Regions from separate parts of the Mus musculus genome. Here region 1 is linked to region 2. Evidence: chromatin contacts called from public Hi-C data. All regions are on one chromosome and are shown on one strand. Each heading gives the region's core, a stretch centred on a gene start, on an enhancer-like site or on the middle of the called end of the contact. The rest is flanking DNA. Distances are from core to core; before and after follow the strand shown. Region 1 has its middle 19 kb from the start of Gm34105. Region 2 overlaps Gm51680 (a long non-coding RNA gene).

What was found. Hi-C and Micro-C count contacts between places; a contact is called where the count stands out from the background.
Region 1: a Hi-C map of B cells shows a contact between it and region 2, with 2.4 times the contacts expected there. The contact joins two enhancer-like sites. A contact is called at or near these places in 1 of 15 datasets of contacts at CTCF or cohesin (CD8 T cells), 6 of 484 Hi-C or Micro-C datasets (B cells, bone marrow-derived macrophages, cerebral cortex and 3 more) and 1 of 115 datasets of contacts at active chromatin or transcription factors (CD8 T cells).

The regions. Positions count from the first base shown.
Region 1 is chr9:61,222,419-61,229,003 of GRCm38.p6, forward strand. No RefSeq gene overlaps it. Among named protein-coding and RNA genes, the nearest start is that of Gm34105, 19 kb to the left of the region's middle. Within about 2 kb of position 2,748, at least 45 of the 459 cell types and tissues checked have an H3K27ac peak or open chromatin away from gene starts, as enhancers often do. A contact at or near this core is called in B cells and pre-pro-B cells, where this site is marked.
Region 2 is chr9:60,994,662-61,001,481 of GRCm38.p6, forward strand. It overlaps Gm51680 (a long non-coding RNA gene), which reads right to left. Exons shown (of 3, transcript XR_003948176.1): 2 at 1,382-1,513. Among named protein-coding and RNA genes, the nearest start is that of Gm5122, 19 kb to the right of the region's middle. Within about 2 kb of position 4,635, at least 126 of the 459 cell types and tissues checked have an H3K27ac peak or open chromatin away from gene starts, as enhancers often do. A contact at or near this core is called in B cells and pre-pro-B cells, where this site is marked.

The DNA.
Region 1 (6,585 bases), core at 1,498-3,997, 230 kb after region 2:
CTCCCCTGGGTTTGGGGTGCTGAGGTTAAGATCTCTGGGCACAGTTGGGTGGAAATTTCTGGAGGGGGATGGTAGTGGAAATTGTGTGTGTGTGTGTGTGTGTGTGTGTGTGCGCGCGCGCGCGCGCGCGCTTGCAATTTGCCATTCGCACCTTCAAAATAGAGTGCAACTGGCTAATTGCCATGGCAATTAGGTAATTGCAGGTGCAATTAGCATCTCTCTAGCAAAGCAGGAAGAGGAGAGGAGGGAGCAGCAAAAGCCTTCATGACAGGTGACTAGGGGGTTTCGGGGAGGACAAAGCAGACCTCCAGTAGAACCAGGACAGCCAGAAAGAAGAAAGAGATGTGCATAAGAAAGAAATGAATCAGTAGGCCTGGCTCCTTCCTGGAGGAGACAAAGAGGCCCGTAGTACAGCAGTATGAAGCAGGGCAGGCTGGGGACGTCCTGGGAGGAGGCGGAGGGAATTCCAGGATGAGCCTGGAGAAGGCTTCCACAGCAGATTCAGGGAGTCTAGTATCCTGTAGGTTTTAGAGCACCAACCAAAGGTCAGGGAGGTGTGAGAGGCAAGTCTGTCCCATAGAGGTACCTGCTGTGATGGAGCTGTTCCCAGCCCACAAAGTTTAACACAGGAACTAGCAACCACACACACAGTATGTCCATCCGAATTAGGAAACTGGAGTCTTTAATGTTATTGGGCTGGTTGACCCTAACTGTCAACTTAACGCAACCTAGAATCACCTAAGAGAGTCTCAAAGAGAGATTATATAGATCAAGTTGGTCTGTGAGGGTGTCTGAACATCATTGTCTTAATTAAATTAACTGATAAGGGAAGAACCAGCCCACTAAGGGTGGCACCATTCCCTTGGCAGAATTCTTGAACTGTAAAAGAGAGAAAAGCTGAGCTGAGCACAAGCAAGCAGCAGGCATACATGAATTCATTTCTCTATGCTCCTGACTGATGATTGATGTGACGAGTTTTCTCAAGCTGAGTTTTTCCTGCAATGATGGACCGCAACCTGGAATTGTAAGCAAAAATAAAACCCTTCTCCCTTAACTTGCCTGCTGTCACAGTATTTTATCACGGTACTTAGCAGCAGAAATAAAACTGAGACAACTATTAAAGTTAAATTTTCAATAGCTACCTAGTCTACTAAAATAGACCTGCAGGCTCAGATGAAAGGACAAGGCCACCGTGATAGCTGCTCTTCTCTCAGTATGAGTAACTGGGAAAGTGGCATCAGATACAGAAAACCTGAGGAAGAGTTGGAAGGAATGGGCAGAGCCCTGTTGGCTTGGGTGTAGGCTTGTCAGCATGGGCACAGGGTGGGGGGGCTTCATCTGTCACTGTCCTCACAGGCCTGCAGTCCCCAGGCCCAAAGCCAACCCAGGACCTCATCTACCTTCACAGTAAGACAAACTTTCAGAAAGAACATAGGAGCCAATGGTGCTGCTATATCGAGGCTCAAATAAAGTCACATTCCAACATGAAAGCATACACAGGGTTCCACAACCACCTTTGGAAGCTCATATGTACACTCATTTATCCTTAAGCACACATGGCTGTATTCAGGTGCTCTCTCTGTCTTTGTCTCTGTCTCTGTCTCTGTCTCTGTCTCTGTCTCTGTCTCTGTCTCTCTCTCTTTCTCTCTCTCTCTCACATGCACGCGCACAAACACACACACACACATGACATACATGCGACACACACGCACACGTTGTTAGACAGCTATGTGGTCTTGGTGCCACAGAGATGAAGAGAGGCTGTCTGGACATCTGCAGACACAGGAGAACAGACTAGAGGAATAAAGACCACCCTCGGTATCAGTGACTCTCAAGGACTACTAAATAACTCTGTTCACTGGGGCCAAATACCCAACAAAGGAACTTAAGAACTTGACAATGAATATTAACCAGTCTAGGACAAAGCCCAGCTGCCCTCCTGCCTAGAACAGTCAGGTTCCTTATCCCTCTACACTCTGGGCTGGAAAGGTTATAGCAAAGCCAGAGCTGGGAGCCTCAGATGGAGAATGGAGAGTGTGGTTCAGGACAGGTTTGAATGAAGCCCAACACAAAATCCTAAGCTCAAATCATTATGAGATTTTTTTTTACCTCAGTCATGCAGTTCTCAAGCATGACCTTTGTAGATGATATTACTATAGTGATGCTCAAGGGCTAGACCCTGGACCAGGTGATTGTTAAAACAGGTGAAGGCACTTGCCATCTCACACTGCAAGCATGATGGCCTGGGTTTGGTCCCTGGAACCTATTGGAAAAGGTAGAAGGTGAGAACCAATGCCATTAACTTGCTTTCTAACCTCTACATGTACATGTGCTCTCATCATGCATATACCCCCCTCATACACACATACACACACACATGCATGCTCACACATAAATAAAATTTCTTTAAGAGGTTGGATACCATGATGTAAGTATTCCATATACACAAACACACACACACACACACACACACACACACACACACACACACATATATATATATACATGTAAGCATGAGCATGTGTGTGTGTGTTATGTGTGTGTGTGTGTGTGTGTGTGTGTGTGTACACTAACACAAATGCCTAGACTCTCTAGTCCAGAGACTAGTGAGGCTATCATCTCTTCTTTGGGCTGCAGGTGTCCTTTACTGTCTAATTCCAGTGTGGTGTAGAACGGTGGGAAGTGCTCAGAGCAGCTGGCCTTCAGTCAGGCTGCTCACAGTCTTACTGTGGGGCAGAGCATTGTGGCTAACCACAAGACATTGGCAGAGGTCCCCTCCTTCAAGGTCTGAGCTTCCTACACGGGGTTTGATATAGACCTGGGCACAAAGGGCTGAGCTCACAGAAGCCATCTGGTGACTCCTCAGTGTCTGTCCATCTGACTACCCTCCTGCTATGGTTGGTGCTGTCCAGGTCCAACCAGATGGGTGTCACAAGCCTGAAGCTTATACCAAGACAAAGAGGAGGAGAGACAGCAGGTAACAGGAAGACCATGGTGATGTGGAAATTTCTGGTTTCTTTGAGTGCCTCCAACATGGTATCACAATTCAACCTCAAATCCACCTGCCTCTAGCACTGACTCCCCTCTCACACGAACATCCTCATTTTATGTGTGCGAGCACCCACACCCACACAAACACACACACAACAGAGGAAACTAATTCACTCCATTTAAGAAGAGAATTTTATAAAGGACTTTCAGTTAATCTCACAGTCAACCTCTGCATAAATAAGAAACCCAGACCTGTGCTGAAAAGGTAGCTCAGTGGTTAAGAGCATCAGCTGCTCTTCCAGAGGTCCTGAGTTCAATTCCCAGAAACCATATGGTGGCTCCCAGCCATCTGTAATGGGATCTGATTTCCCCTTTCTGATGTGCATGAAGACAGAACATTTATAACCATAAAATATATGAAGAAAGAAAGAAAGAGAGAAGAGAAGAGAAGAGAAGAGAAGAGAAGAGAAGAGAAGAGAAGAGAAGAGAAACAGATCTGGAGGCTCTATAACCAGAACTCAACCCTAAAGGTAAGTTACAAGACTGCCCAAGGGCACTGTCTCAACTGGCACACTTCACAACATGGACTGTGGATAACTACCCTTGGGGGGGGGGGTCACTGTGCTCTGACTACAGGGGAAGCAAAAAGACAAGTGACGGCTCTCAGAGACTTGGGTGGGAAATTCCCAAGCAGAGACACAGCTATGCATGAGTAGCCAAGAGAGTAGCACAACCCCTGGACTACCTGGTTCTCAGCACAGGCTGCCCACAAGGGCCAACAGTCTGCCTGGCCTTCACTAAAAAACCAGGCCTCCTGCTACCTTGGGCTTTAAAGGTGGCAAGGTGAAGCATCAACAGACCTCAGGCTGTGCCTTTCTGGTGACAGTTGGCTGAGGTTGGGGATGAATTAGAACAACCATGACACCTCAGACTCAGAGACACAGTGCCTACAAGCCCCTTTTGGGAAGAGCACTGATCATAAGAGTCCAGACCAGCAGGAAATGGTTACCCCAAGACCTCACTACACAGCTCTGCTACGTGGCCATGGCAGCAGTAGTGATATTTACTGAGTACTTGCTGAATGTCAAGTGCTATCTAAGTACCTAGCTCTTGCAGTCCTTGAAAACACATTATGAATTTGGAGCTGGAGAAGGACAGTTGAATAGCTCACCTGGGACTACCCAGCTCAGAAAGGCAGAGCCATGACTTGAGTTCTGACTCCAGAGCCCTGAGCGGCTTTAGAACATGAATTCACAGTTGTTTCTCCCCCCCCCCCCCCCCCCCGCCTCTAAAAGATGAGCCCTAGGTAGACCAGAGTGCCAGGTTTGCGGTTAGTGGTTACGTTTGCCACTCTGTTTTGTTTCCTGTTAGCCATGGAACCCTGGGCTGTTTGTTAGCCTCTCTGACCTTCAGTTTTCTCACCTCCGAGAGAGGGCAATAAGGACAATCTGCAGGAAGTTTGTGTGGACAGTGAAGTTGTGGGGGCCTGGCAAGTGCTTGGGACGTAAAGGACTAGATTCAAGTCAAGCTTCCACTTCTGTGAGGGGCACTCTTGCTAGGCATCATATAGATCACCTACGCTGGGTCCCCCTGAAACCAACTTCTGATGTATTCGGGATAGGGACATTGGATATATTTGCCATCCTGAATACAAATATCTATTCGTGAGTCCCCAAAACCACACTTTTCCAGCCCTCTCTCCTCTGCCTTCCCAGTTCCCTAGAACAAAGGATCTAAGGCCTTGTCTAAATAGAACCCCAGCATGGCCCCATCTAGTGGTTGGATGGTCTATTCTCCCGAATGGTGATCTTGTGAGCAGGGGGTGTTAAGTCAGGCCAGTGCTACCACTTGAGAGACATTTGGCAATGCATAGACAGTTTTGGTTGTCAGAACTGAATGGGGAGAAAGGATGTTCTCCGGGCATTTGCTGGGTGGAAGCTAAGGACATTGTTGAGGATGCCGCAAGGGACAGTCTGACCCCACACAACAAGGAATCACCTGGATTCGGGATGGCAAGTCACCATGCTTGCAGAGCAAGCATGCTACTCCCTGAGTTGTCTCCTCAGTCCCTGTCTGTGCCTTCTTTGGCCAGCTTCTGTCCCTCTTTCTCTCCCTGAGCCTAGACCTCTCCATCCTCTGTGTGATCAAAGACCTGGGAAGCCCTGTAGTACCTAGCAGAGAGCCAGGCCTGGCAGGTTTACTGTGATGTCCTCAGTAGGTTTTGCTGAGAAGTGATGACATTTGTCAAGTGGGAGCCCAGGTCTGCAGGGAAAAGGGGGAGGGGAGGAGAGCTCCCTGCCACTGCCAGGCTGGCTGAATGGTCTTGACAAGCAGGAGGGGCTACTGAGAAGACCCATCGTCCTCTGCACTTTAAAAGGCCAGCGCCCCTCCCGGAATCTCTCCTTGGAGACCTGCTAAAATAATACATTTAGACCTGCCAGCCCCAATCGCTTCCGTCTGTCAGGCTCCCTGTAAATAGCACTTCTTAGCCGAGCCAGGGAAAATACGATTCCAAGCAGCATGGGGGCAATCATACATCAATCGAAGAAAAACATTTTCCCCTTCCTTTCCACCAGCCCCCATAATTGCATTTTAAAACCATTCCTGTGTTTCTGGGAGACACCACGGTACCTGTTGCTTTTTAACTCGGAGCCGAGAGGCGCGGCAGAATGAGGCTAAACACAGCAAAGTTATTTTGATTTATTTTCCAACGTTGGAATCGGGAGCTTGCTGCGGGATTCAGCTGCGGGAAGACGAGCTGATGAAAATGTATTTCTTCCTATCGTTACTCTTTTAAATAGATGGGAGTTTTATTCTTGCTTTTTTTTTTTTTTTTTTTGCCACTTTGCTGTGCTAGACTGAGCTTTATGACACCCTGGCATGCTGGCACCGGCTTCTGGGTGGCAGCATTAACTGTTCTGTCCTTTGGTTTGCTGCCTGGCCAGCAGCGTGCCCTTTGGTATCCCTGTTCACAAAGCGGACAGCTGAAGTCGGAAGGGGTAAGTGGCACCCATTCCCTCAGAAACTGGGTGGATGGCCCCCTTCTTGGTCCTGAGAGCCTCTGTATATTTTGATGGGGACCTTGGAGGCCATGCTCCCAATAGAGCTGCTTGCCAGCCCAGGCTCAAGGGTTGCCATGGAGACATTGTTCCGAACAAGTCTGTTCTAGTTCGCTTTCTGTTGCTGTGGTAAAACACTGACCCAAAGCAACTTGGGGGAGGAAAGGTTTTATTTGGTTTCCACTTCCAGGTCACAGTTCATCATCCAGGAAGAGGGCAGGAATCCCAAGCAGGAACCATGGAGCAGTGCTGCTGCTGATTGCTGGCTTGCTTTCTGTCTTGATCTCAGCTAGCTTTCTAATATAGCCCAGGCCCACCTGCCTACACGGTGCCCCCACCGAGGATACCCACCAGACATCAAATCACCATTGAAGATAACCTCTCACGGACACGGCCTCAGGCCAATCGGACACAAGCCTTCCATTGAGGTCCCTTCTTCCCAGGTGCCAACGTGTCAAATCAACAGTAAAGACTAGCCAGGACAGTAGGTAATGGCAGGTGTGTGCTGGACCCAAAGCTCTGGCTGCCAACTTTC
Region 2 (6,820 bases), core at 3,385-5,884:
AGGGAACGTCAACTGAGAAACTGACTCCATCAGACTGGCCCGTGGGCAGTTCTGTGGAGGACATTGTCTTTATCAGTGATTGCAGTGGGAAGGACCATAGCACTGGAGGTGATATCAACCCTGGGCAGGTAATCCTGGGTAGTATATACCCTGGGCAGGTAATCCTGGGTAGTATATACCCTGGGCAGGTAATCCTGGATAGTATGTACCCTGGGCAGGTAGTCCTGGGTAGTATGCACCCTGGGCAGGTAGTCCTGGGTAGTATGCACCCTGGGCAGGTAGTCCTGGGTAGTATGTACCCTGGGCAGGTAGTCCTGGGTAGTATGTACCCTGGGCAGGTAGTCCTGGGTAGTATGTACCCTGGGCAGGTAGTCCTGGGTAGTATATAAACACAGACTGAGCAAGCCATGAATGAGCCAGCCTGTAAGCATGGCCTCTGCTTCAGTTCCGGCCTCAAGCTCTTGCTCTGGTTTTTCTCACTGATAACATCAAAGTGTAAGCCAGAAACAAGCCGGTTCCTCTCTTCAGGATACAATGTTTCAACTCTATAGAAACTTCTACACAACAGTCCTGAGGGTGGCTATTGTGCTTGTAAGGTAAGTGCTTTACAGACTAAGCGATCTTCCTAACCCCAAGACCGGAAATTTCTAATATGGTGGGGGCGAGGGGGGGTGTGGGTGAGCTGGCAGGCAGATTAATCTGCATAGTGTACATACATCATTCCTAACCCATCAGCCAGACAACATTAAAGCACCGCCACATTGCTTGTGAGACAGAGGGTGGGTATGCTGGCTTGTGTCCAGGACCTAGATGCAGAGGGAGGTGGAACACAAATAGTACTGAGAATGATCATGACACGGTAGGAAGGAGCCTCTAAGAAGTGCCGTTCTGGACCAACAGTAGAGGAAATCCCAGAAGTGAGAAACACGTGAGACTCATCTTTCTCCTATTGGGCATGGTACACCGTGCCATGGGGAAGCTGACAGATCCTTGCAGAGGGAATCTCAGTAGACAGCGGCTACCCTGCTACTGTGGGAAAGGCAGGACAGGGTTACCAAGGGGAAGGCGAGGCTAGAAATCTGGAAGCTGGAGGCACTTGTAGATGCTGGGGTAGAGTGAGCATCCATCAATCACGTTCCATCTTTTCACCAGGACACTTTCTCACACTGCTGGAGGTAGAGCTCCAAACCAGTGACAGCAATGACAAAGGCAAACAAGGTTTCCATAGCAGGGTTGGGCCTGGAACTAAGGCTGGTGAGACAATTGTAACTAATTTTTTCAAGCGCCTATTTTTAATAATGGTTCTTAAACACTTTAACCTCCCTTCTAGCCCACCACCCACCAAAGGTAGTAGAAAAGAAAGGATATGGGGAAAGTGGACCTGTTTAGAAAGGTTCTTTGGAGCAACTCCCATCTGTGTTGTCTGGAAATTGGCAGTTCAGTTCACAGGTTAGCAGACAGCGGCAGCTCGATCCACTCAAAAACACTTCCAGGATACACCAGCAGTTGAGTTCTGTAGAGTCGGGATAGCAAAAATGAATCAGCAGCAGTGGCATGAGACAGCCAGGCCTCAGCCTCGACACAAGTCAGCAGGAGGGACCAGGAGGAAGATCAGGAGAAGTTCTTGGCTATGCCTCTCTCAAGGAAGCAAATAAAGACGCAAAACTCACAAGCGTTGCACATCTAGCTCTGTTAGCAAGCCCAGCTCAGCCTCTGTCACTGTTGTTGAGTCCTTTTTATACCCACCAAGACGTTACGTGTCCTCCATGGGTCTTACCTCAGCATGTGCAGCTGTCTCAGATGACATCACAAATCTGTGGAAGTGGCAGAAACTGCAGCACATCACCAGAAGTTTTTTTTGGTGTGTCCCTCTATGGAGTCCCGACAAATGCAGCTCAACTATGCAATGTAAGGTGGACCAATACATGCATGTCGTTATCAAAGAACCTTTCAACATGTGTCCTTTCATGTGCTTGCTTTAGCAGAACATCCTCTCTCCTTTGTCTGCTTCAGTGAAACATTCCTCATGTATTTGCTCCAGCAAAACACCATCCAACTGACTTTCCAAAGAACCTTTAACTCTCCACGAGACACTCACCTACCTGGGGCTCTGCCTGCTTACCTGGGATTAGCCACATGGCTGTCCCCCAACCCCTAGCTTGCAGTTGACCCCTGAGCTGGGCGGCTTGCTGCATCAAACTTACAGAAAGCATATGAAGTTGTTGGAATGGCAGCCTTCTGTTCCCCACTTCCTCCCCTGCCTGGAAGCTTGTGGGAAGTGGAATCTTCTTTCTGTTTCTCCACCCCATCTCCCCCAGCCCCACATCGCCACGATCTTTAGAAGAAATTGTATGTGGTCATGCACAAGTGTGCACATGCATGCAGAGATTGTAGGTGAGTGGGTGCAGTAAAGAAACTGCTGACGTGACTACTTCATGGTATGGCTAAGGAAAAAGGTTTGTTTTGTGTTTTTTTGTTTTGTGTTTGTTTTGTGTGTTTGTTTGTTTGTTTTAACTGTAGATATGAGTGAGAGAACAGCCAGAGGCATCTGGAACAGTCCAGAGCAGAGAGAAAAAGAAGTAGACTGAACGTGGCCAGGGCTATCTGCAAGAGAGGGAAGAAGACCAGGATATAGAGAATAGAGATCATGATGAGAATTGCACCGTACATGGAGGGTGAGCATCTGTGGGGAGGGAGGGGCCAGGAGGCTGGAGTGGGCACTTTGAAATGTAGACAAAGTACTTATGGTACTTCAACCACAGGTGTGTGTCAATGGAGAGCCGTAGGTCCCACTGCTAGAGAAAAGAGAAATGGTCCCTTTGGCAGATGGGAAGTGGCCTCACAAGTTCCCGAGGAAGGCTGGCTTTTATTTAGCCACCAGAAATCCTCCTATGCAGCTCAGGTTGAACATTTCTGCATAGTTGGATTGGCTTTTGAAGGTTGAGGAACTGGAGTTTCCTTTGGATCTAACAGAGGTCTGAGGACAGCACTGACTCCTAGGTGCTATCTATCTTGTGTTTTGGGACAGTGTCTCTCACTCGACCTGGAACTTACCAAGTAGGCTAAGCTGTCTGGTCATCCAACCCCAGAGAACTGCCTGCTTCCACTTCCCCGGTGCTAGGGTTACAAGGTCATGCCAACCACTATGTCCAGCTTTTTAACATGTGGATCCTGGGGCTTGAACTCTGGTCCTAGTGTTTGTCTTTGTGGAATGAATATTCCTGAGTCCCTTAATTTTCTTTTAAATGAAAAGACTGTTGTTGGACATGGTAGTTGAGCTGGTGTGTGTGTGTGTGTGTGTGTGTGTGTGTGTGTGTGTGTGAAAGAGAGAGAGACAGAGAGACAGAGGGAGAGACAGACAGATACACACACAGAGACAGAGAGAGACAGAGACAGAGAGAGACAGACAGATGAGGGAGGGGGGAGGAGGGAGACCCTTGACAACCTCAACACCTTCAGGGAGGGGCCATCTGTTGATAGTGTTGTGGTATTGTATTTTGGGAGCCATGTTCTAGGGCCAGGACTGCAGAGGGCAGAAATGGAAGGCTTGCTATCTTCAGGACGGCGTTGATGGTGGTAATGGCCCCACTAAGCAGGAAGAGGGCACTGTGGAATCATCAAGCTTTGAAACTCTGGGTGGGGCCAGCCACACAGCTTCAAGGAGTCAAGTTGAACCAGCCCACTTGGTTGGTTAGCTACAAACTGCTGAGCTGCCTCAGCAACAATTCTACTATCAGCTGATGGCTATTAGAACCCTGTTCTGTAAGATCATGGTCACATTTGATCTTTACGGTCATACTCCAGTCTTACAGGTGGGAACACTGAGGCTCAGCAAAGACAAGAAAAGCCATTTAAGGTTAACATCATCTAGCTAGCAAACTGTTGAGCTGGCAATCCCAACCACACCTCTGACCCCAAAGCCCAAGCCACAAGCCACTTTGCTGTGCTGTACCAGAGCTGAGCTGGGCAGTCAGCATGCTTCCCACAGAAGAGTGGGGGTGGGGGTGGAGGTAGGGGGTGGGAGGTAGGTATATCACATAGCAGCTGACACCTGCCAACTCTACCTAGGTGTCAGTTGCTATTTCACAAGTAAGTTCTGCTCTGGTTTCTTCTCAAGGGCCACTAGGTCTGGCCAGGATGTGGAAATTTACCATCAGGTTCCGTCTGACCTTGAACGTTGCCAGTAGAGAGTAGGGTGAGGTCCGCAGCCTGTGAATCTGAGCTCAACCCCAGGTTGGTGAGGGCTCTTGGGTTGCCTACCTTAGGCATGGACATTTCCTGCTCATCTGCAGGGCCAGAGTGGATGATGTTCCAGCATAGAGAAAGGAGGAGCCTGGGACCTAGGACAGCTTCCTGGCATATGTCTGAGGCTCCTCCATCCACAGGATACTGGTAACCAGAGACTGGTTTGACATGAGGGGGCTGTGGGTAGTGATGGGGTGCCCTTTGGGAGAATGGGGAAGCCATGGTTAGATCTTGTCGTTCTGAGCTTCCTGCCCCTCCCTCACATGGGCAACAGAACCAAGCTGCCAGAATCAAATGAGCCAGAAGAGGAAGTTTTAGATGACTGACTGGTATCTTCATTTGCAGATCAGGAAACTGAGGTTTGAGGGCAGCTATGACTCATAATAGGTGACAAGTCACTGAGGGTTGAGATGAACAAGCACCCGAGCTCCCTCAACCCCTGCAGACACATGGCCTTCCTTGATGGGGGTTGGGGTGGGGGTGGTTCGATGGCGTCATCCGAGTCTAGTCGTCCTCCTGTTCCCTGGAGCCAGCTCCCCCTACAGGCCAGACATACATTGCCCTTTGCCAGGAGGTCTGGGCACCTTAGCTGCATGGTCTCTGTTCATATGTCAGGTGGCCTGCCTCCTCTCCTGAATGCTTGCTCGTCTTCTATTATGTGGAACACTGTTTTCTTCTCTAGTAAGGGTACCCCAGTTTCCTGCTGGAAATGATCCCTGCTCTGATTCCCACAACACCAGATCTCTCTCAGTTTCTGTTCTGCCTCTCTGTCTCTCCGTCTCTGTGTGTGTGTGCGTGTGCGTGCGTGTGCATGCATGCATGCCTCAGTTCTCTCTGTCTCTCAGCCTCTCTGTCCCTCCCTATTTCTTTCTGTATCTGTCTCTTTCTCTGTCTGTCTGTCTATATATATTTCTCTCTCTCTCTCTCTCTCTCTCTCTCTCTCTCTCTCTCTCTCTCTCTCTCATACACACACACACACACACACACACACACACACACACACACACACACAGCATGTTCCTCCTTTACCAGGTGATAGAAAGGGCAGGCACTAAACTCCGGTGCGGACATGAGTAATCTAGACTCTAGAATGTTTGAGGCTCACACCTCCTGAACTCTACACTCCCCATACCCAGGAGCCAATCTGTTTCTTCTGCAGAACCGTCTCTGTGATCTCGGAATGGCTTTCCCAGAATTGCACGGTGCTCCTCCGCCCATGCTGCCATATGAAGGACCCACTTGTGTGCCTGCCCTGTGCCTCAAGTGAGGCAGATGCTTGGTAAATGTACTGTGGCTTCAGTGCCGCCATAACAGAGAGAGCTGCTCATCTCCCCCCCCCCCCGCCCCCGGTTCCTTTCTGAAGCCTCCCTTCCCTCTCTGATTCCTCTTTGAACCCCCTTCAATTTCCTGCCTTTTCCACTGAATTTTTCATTGGGAAGAAGCGCGTTTAAAGATGTGAAGCACACGCTTTGCTGGGTCTCAGCTTTGATGAATCTTTGATGCTGAGGCTGAGGAGTCAAGGAGATGCACCAGGCTGGGGAAGGAGGGAGGGGCGGGGAAGAGGCCTGCAAGGATGTTATCCTCCTTCCCAGCACCTCCCACAGGGAGTTCATACACCTGCCATGTTCCTAGCCTAAGAGTGTTCTGCAGTGGGAACCTGCGTGCGTGCAGGCAGGTGTGGTGTGTGTGCGTGTGTGTGTGCGTGTGTGTGCGTGTGTGTGTGTGTGTGTGTGCGAGTGTGCGTGTGTGTGCGAGTGTGTGCAGGGCCATGAGGCTTGAGTAGAAGAGACTCCATCCAGCTTGAGACTGTACTTCAGCTGGCTGGCTGTGGCATCTCTGATTCCATGTACTCTGTCCTGAGCCCTTTCATTTCCTCTCACATCTCCTTGAGCTTTGAGGTCATGCAGTTTCTAGGCCGGCACAGTCCTTTCAGTGTGACTCCTAACCACACCCGGAGGCCCTAGCAGCAGACAAGCACCCCCCCCCCCCCCGGCCCCTGCCCTGCCTTCAAGAATTGATAGCCACCGCTGTCTTATACATACAACAACAGAGGATGATGGAGGGCCGGAGCCCTGGTCCTTGGCAGTGAATGACTGGCTTGGAATGCTAATCTGACCTGAATGTTGGAGGTGAAACGCTGAAGGCCTTGTGTGGGGAGATGCTCCCCCAGGCTCAGGGTCTGGTCCAGATGTTTGATGTGGTGGGGGGCCCCCCTCACCCTTACGTGCTGGTCTGCATAGCGTCTCTCAGGGTTGAAGGGATGTCACCAGGCAGGGAGAGGTGACACGTCCCTGTAATTCACTACATCTGCTTTTCACATGGTAAACACTAGGCTGCCCCACCCCTGCCCCACATATGTAGCATATGTGCAGCTTGCTCTCCATGCAGTTCTCCCAGCAACTAGAGTGGGGCTGTCCCTGACTGTGTTGCATGCCTGTGGATCCCATTCCCCTAACTGGGCTGCCTTGTCTGGCCTCAGTGGCTGTTTCTCTCATTTCTCTGTTCCTCTTCTTGTTCCCTTTGCCTCTCCATCTAGCAAATGAGCCCTTCTGATTGAGTTTGTCAACTATTTATT